Regions from separate parts of the Columba livia genome. Here region 2 is linked to region 1. Evidence: chromatin contacts called from public Hi-C data. All regions are on one chromosome and are shown on one strand. The core of a region is the stretch at or near the end of the contact, and the rest is flanking DNA. Distances in the headings are between cores, read along the strand shown.

Region 1 (3,443 bases), core at 93-2,592:
TGCAGCCAGTTTCTACTTCTCTGTCTTTCCTCCTTCGTTAACTGCTTCCACAACGCAACGGCCCAGCGCCTCGCTCTCCAAACGTCTAGGGCGCAGCACACTCTGTCCGTGCCCGGCAGGGCTGGCTGCGTCACACCGGCGCGTCTCCTCTGCTCCCTACCCTGACGTCCAGCCCAAGCTCTGTTGTTAAGGGCACAATCGGCGCTCCGGCTCCGCTTCCAAGCGCCACCGCCGCTGCCGCATCCAGCCCCGTTGGTCCTGCACTTACAGTAGAACAGGCGAGCTCCAGCTGACCTCCTGGTGCGTCACTCCGGGGTTGCGGCACGCTCCGCCGCACCCGGCTGTCTTCCACCCACTGCACTTCTGTGCCTGCAGAGGCCGGTCCGCAGCTCCAGGCCTGGCGACACCTCCTCCCGCTGCGCACAGCCTCAGCGCAGGGAACAAGGAGCTCCCCCGCCTCAAGCCCGAGGTGGACTGGAAGCAGCGGCAGCGAAGCAGCACCAGCCCTGCAGCCGCAACAGCAGCGGACAAGCGCCGCCAGCAGCAGAGCCCACGGCCGCGCGCCCCCGCGTGCTGCCAGACCGGCAACTCACTCGGCGCTGAGGCGGCGACAAGCCCCACCCAGCATCTCGCTCCCACTTGCTCCAACTTGTTCGTTGTTCCCTCCGCCGTGGTCACGCCTCCGGCAGGTTGCGATTGGCTGCAGAAAAGGGGATTCGCGGAGGGCTGGACGTGTGTGTTCCAGGCGGGGGCGAATGGAGGTCTAAGGCAGGAAAAGCAGGAAAAGGAAGAAGTGTGCTGGGGTGCACCAAGCACAGCATTGCCAACCGACCGAGGGGGATGATTGTCCCGCTCTACACTGCACAGGTGCGGCCTCGCCTGGAGCACTGTCTGCAGCTCTGGGCATCACACTATAGAAAGGATATAAAGCCACTGGAGAGTGTCCAGAAGAGGGCTACGAAGTTGGTGAAAGGTTTGGAGGGGAAGCTGTATGAGGAGCGGCTAAAGTCACTTGGTTTGTTCGGCCTGGAGGAGTCTGATGGGAGACCTCATGGCAACTACAGCTTCCTCATAAGGGGAGGAGGAGGTGCACTCAGTGAACTCTCTGGTGACCAATGACAGAACCCGAGGGAATGCCAGGGGAGCTTTACGTTGGACGTTAGGAAAAGGTTCCTCCCCCAGAGGGTGGTGGAGCACTGGAACAGGCTCGCCAGGGAGGTGACACTTGCCCCAAGCCTGACAAAGTGTTCAAGTAGGACTGAACAACACCTCCAGACACATGGCGTGAATTTGGGGGTTGTGCTAGGCAGGGACAGGAGTTGGACTCGATGGTCCTTGTGGGTCCCTTCCAAGATGAGGAAGAAGAGGATGGGGACGGTCCGGTTGCCGTACTGGCACCTTGGCAACTGCCTCGCAGCCCCGCGGGAGGGGGCGGAGAAAGAGGATCGGAAGTGGAGGCGGGGGTTCTCCCTCCCTCCTTGACAGCTCAGTCCGCTGGTCGGGAGGAGGATTTGCTCTGTGGGGCCCGAGCGCACTGGCATTCCCGCACCGCTGGCGGCTGAGGTGCTGGTCGGGCCTAGGCCCTTATCGCTGCCGCTTGCCTGTGAATCGGCGGGAGGAGTCTGTTACCCCACTGCTAATCCCTGACTCGGCGTCTTCTGAAGGTAGTTTGCACTTCCCGTATCCTCATTCACCGGTGATAAGTAAAAGATAACTTTGTACTATCTTAGTACTTCCTTTATTCTTGCTCGCTGAAAATTTGAGGGACAACCTTTACTGTAATATAGTAAAAGTTTAACTGGTGTCACTTTTCCCCGATCAACAATTCATACAATAACAAATGACTTCACAGTGGTTTATGTCAGAAGAGCATTTAAGTCAGGTTTGGGTATTTTGCACCATATTCTCCAAATACTTAGTCATAGGCAGTGTTGTGTGTTTTGCCTTTAAATGTACTTAGTAAATGCTACTCTCAAGAAGAGGAAAATGCAAATACTGTTCTGTTGATCCGGAGTCATCAGATTAAAAAAAAAAACAAACAAAGAAACAAACAAAACCCCAAACACACAAGTACACGTTCTCTGATTTGTAAGTGCTGTGTACACTATACACCAGAATAGCTATAGTTTGCTGATTGGTTGAGGCTCCTGTCATTTTGCACTTTAGGTAGTAGTTTATTTGTATGCTCAAGGGATGTAAATATCTACCAAGTCAGCATGTGTAACTCATTGTTCAGATGTATGTATGTTAGGTAGAGGTACCACAAGAGAGAGTCTCTTAAATATGTGATTTCTTAATATGTATAAGATTAATTGATAGTTGATATATGGGGGTATCTTGTCTTCATTTTAATATTTTCTCACTGCTTTCTCATTTCTTCACTTCCAGTGCTTTATCTTCCTGCTTTGCACCATCTCTGGCATTTGGCAGCTCATGCAGTATAGCAATTCAACTTGCTAACCCAGCAGAAAACTATTGCATAATTCTGGGTTTGTTGTCCGTTATTTCATGAAAGCTGGTTAAATCACTGCCAGAGTCAATACAGAATAAAGCAACACAAGGACATAGCTGGAAGAAAGATGGATGTGGGAGGAGCATGACTTAAGTTTCTTAAACTTAGGCTGTGGAAAAAAAAAAAACCAAAACCAAATCACTCAGATTGTCTTATCTTTCTCCCTTAAGTAAGACAGAAAGCCTGAAATTCCGGCATAGGAATTTCCATTGTTTCCCATCCCCTTTTCATCTGTTCCCAGGTAATAATGAAGCGCCAGTAGCTATTGTCCTTTCTGTTTTGATTGAGCTGACATTAGTAACCCTTTTCCTCTATTAGTAGACTGTGTGTGCTGAGAGATTAAAAGAAAAAAAAATGAATGTCTGTTTTTCTTGCCTGGTGCTTTTAGATAAAGCAGTTGATAACCAATACTAACTGTTGCATAACTATGTAATGGTAAACTCAAACTAAAATGCAGTTTATCAGTTTTTGGGCATGTAATGTGATGACCTAAAAAGGAGTCATCTAGACAGGTCCAGAAGAATTATTAAGTAGAGTTTTTTTGAGCTTTTCATTTTATGTGGTTGAAGAGGGTTTTCCCCTCTTCTTGAATGAAATCTCTGGCTGATATTTGGCAGTGTATTGTCTGACAAATGTAGTTTTCTCATTCGTGACAATTTATTTTTCCTAAAGCTGTTTGAAATCACTGACATTCATAATTTGGACCTAAAATGAAGCAGAAATTTGGCTTATGTCCAGTACTAGTCCTGATAAGACCTAACTTAATTAGATGTGCCATTGACATAGTTCAGTGTTTCTTGAACTTTGAGTAACGTGAAATGCAAAGTGTTTTTTATAATTCAAGGCATGAAAACCTGAAGTTTTTTAAAAGGACGTAGTGCTCAAACATCCCAAGATACTTGGGAATAGCATTCAGGCTTATACATCTTCA
Region 2 (3,315 bases), core at 566-3,065, 40 kb before region 1:
AGCAACCTGTGTATTAGTTTAGTTTAGCACCATTTTATAGGGATTCAACATTGTCACTGTCTTTTCCTGTATCTGGTTTCCCCAGTTTTCTACTTGATATAACCCACCAATAAAAGTAAATTAAAATAAAACTGTGTTTTTATATAATCTACAAAATGCAGCAACCATCTGAACACAAACTATTTGCAAGGTGTAGTTCAACAGTGATTCATACAAAGGTATTCATTTATATCTATGGTTAAGCAAGTGAAACCGAAGATGCAGATATAACTGAAAAATGCTTTACAATACCTCTACATAACTTACTCCTCATTTTTAAAATGTTTTCTTTGGATTTAGAGACAGGATTTTCCAACCAAGTCTTACTGTGTTTATCTTATGTGCTAAGCAGAATATATCTAAGTACATCTTTTTACATCTTCCATTCTCTGTGACATGTTAAATCCATGGAATATGATTTTAATATCCCAAATTAGTATTAATGGTACAAGTACAGAAAACTGTTAGTAGGGTTTTCAGCTGATCATACCTTCTGGGTTAGAGACAATTTATTGAAAATTGAAAATTATATTTTTGGTATCAGCCAAACTACAGGACTGCTTTTAGATCCAAAGCTAAAAGGACTGAAAATAAGAGCATCAACCAAATAAAATACATTCCAACTGAATGGTGACTATTCTAGTTCAGCAGTGTTATAAGATTGTTTTTGGAAAAGTCACGAAGTTCAGAAAACAAGAGTTATAGCGTTTGTATAAATTCACTTTACACTGAAGTTAGACTAAGTCCTTGCTTTTCACTGATTCCAATTTCTTGAAAAAGCTCTGTGTATTCTAAAGCTTGTATTTTTTTCAGCTGTATCTCTATAAACTACGCTCTTTCACTAATTCAGCAGCACTGCAAAGGAGAGAATGCTCAATTCACTTGTGTAGCATACAGTGTTTATTTTTGATGGTGTTAGCTAATACTGCTATCAGTCACGATCAATAGAATAGCATATAATAAACTGAAATAGGTATTGTATAGTCAATACAGCCTGATTTCTTTTTCACTGCTATAAAAAAGCTTTTTCCTGGGAGCAACAGTAACGCAAGGCTTCAAGAAACTGCAAGGGTTTGCAAAGAGTCAGATGCCAGAGCCATAGCCTTAGGCGTTGAAAATGAACTAGATAACCCAGTGGGACAGGCGAAAAATCACACAGCCAAGCACCATGTAGGACAGTATTATGAAATAAGAACAGAGTACAGTAAAACCCCCGAAAACGGGTCAGTGGACTGATGATAAACTTTCTTCATTTACATGAGTGGGAGAAGGCAAAGGGGGAGGGAAAGTACATATGTTAATATAACTACAGACTCACCGATTTTGGCCAAACTGGCCACAAGTATCCAGAGTGTAATGACATAAGGGTCCTTGACGTGTTCCCATTCGAAAGAGACGATGGCAAAGCTTTGATGCTGGCTGCTATTTATAGAGCTTCCCGAGCTTCTCTGTCCCAGCGCCACTGGGAGAGCCATCAGCCCCAGGAGGAACCCCACTCCAGATACCTGCCTCATCTCCAAGCCACACAGGAAAATCCTGCTTCCCCTTCCCGGAGAAATCCCGCCTCTTCAGAGGTCCTTGGGGGCGAGGTCCTTGTCCCTTCGCAGAGACGCGACCGAAGGCTGCGGGCGGCGGGACAGCGGTGCGCTCAGCAGGCGGCGGTGAGAGCCCTGTTCCGGGCGCCGGCACTGGCTGGCTCCTGTGCTGCTTTGCACAGGGTGGCTCAAGGAGGGGTCAGGGGCTCCGTGCACAGACAGATGCTTCGAGCTGGGATCCTTGCTGCTTGCCCGCACCTGCCTTTATCAGGCTGTTCCCGAACGGCCGGAGGCGGAGCTTTCCTGCCGCTCCCGCGGAGGCTGCGGTGCGGGGACAGCGATGGCCTGACTGAGCACCCTTCGGGATCGGCAGGGGAGCTCCGTTCCGCCGAGGGAGTGACGGCAGGCTGAGGCTTGTGTCCACCGTCCCGGTTCGGCTGGGGGCTGGGAAGAAGTGTGCTTGAGATTCTGGCGATAGAAGCCAAGGCTGGGGGGCTCCAATGGGCACGTCCGAGGTGGAGCCCGGGGCCCCTGCTTCCCATCGGAGCCGGATAAGCAAGACATCCCTAAGTCTCCCTTCGGGTGCTTTCGATGGGCATCCCAGTGAGTCAGCCTCGCTCTCTCAGCCCCACTGCCCTAGCCGCTTGCCACAAAGGAAATGCACTCTTCTCTGCTTTTCAGCTTCAAGTCGCCTTAGGATCTAGCTCACAGAAGACACAGCAGATTTCTCAAAGCAGCTTTTCCTTCTGACCACCAGAGAGCACCTCTTCCCACGGTGCTCGGGGACATGATACCAGCAGGCACGGTTTGGCTTTCTGCTTATATCTGTTTGCAGATATTTGTGCTATATTTAAAAACTTTGTGTGTGTGTGTGTATGTGTGGTTACAACATGAAACGTTTTAGAAGGTTCCCACTTTCCCCCTAAAGCCTTCTTTCTTTCTGATAACATTTGCCAGATATTCTGGATGGTCCATGTGGTGTGTTATAGGGTAGGTGGACCCATGGCAATAATCACCTTTCAGTAAAAAGGCAGCAAAGCAGCATGTTCCCGGCAACACAGAGCTGAGTGAACCTTTCCACACACCACAGCAGCAGCCGCTCCTGTTCACTGTTGCATGCTCTGAAGCAATCCAGCTGGCCACTTGTGCAGTCTGCTGCTTTTGTCACTTTCTGAGGGAAAACACTACCTTTTTTGTTTTACTTACATGATGGTTTTATCAAGAGTTCAAAAATGAACAGGATTAAGGCTCTCCTTTAAAATCTTTGGAAGATTAAGAAATTATTTTTATTATTTCAATCACTTGAGAGAAAAGCTAAGTACTTTTTCAAAGGCCAAGTGACCTGAACAGACACTCTATAAATCAATTAACTGGTTAATTAAAACAATAAATTTGCATGGAATATTATTAAAAGGCTGTCTCACATTAGCACATAACAATGTTATTTAGCTAAGGAACTCAAGAAGCAAAGTTCTCTTAAGTTACTGCACTGAAGATTCACTTATTATTACCTCAAAACAAGGCACCCTCTCTTCAAACAAGAAAACATATTGACTTTTTATTTCCCTTGCTTTTTCATTACTTAAGGGAAAGGAAATTATGTAGGAATTTTTTTTAAAGTAGGAACCAATCTGAAGATTGAATTGGTAACTTTTTAGGAAGCATGATAGGTGGTGATATCTTTTTTTTTTTTTTACATATTGGAAATGTTGTAGATGAAGACCTGAAGAATATTTCAATG

The links. A called contact is a pair of places that touch in the nucleus more often than the background predicts.
Region 2: a Hi-C map of liver shows a contact between it and region 1, with 3 times the contacts expected there. The contact joins the promoter of SLC9A3 here to the enhancer-like site in region 1. A contact is called at or near these places in 2 of 2 Hi-C or Micro-C datasets (crop and liver).

Annotation. Positions count from the first base shown.
Region 1 is chr2:61,903,055-61,906,497 of bColLiv1.pat.W.v2, reverse strand. No RefSeq gene overlaps it. Among named protein-coding and RNA genes, the nearest start is that of SLC9A3, 41 kb to the left of the region's middle. Within about 2 kb of position 1,342, at least 2 of the 3 cell types and tissues checked have an H3K27ac peak away from gene starts, as active enhancers do.
Region 2 is chr2:61,944,134-61,947,448 of bColLiv1.pat.W.v2, reverse strand. It overlaps SLC9A3 (solute carrier family 9 member A3), which reads right to left and starts at 1,815. Exons shown (of 17, transcript XM_065052219.1): 1 at 1,358-1,815. The coding sequence starts at 1,553.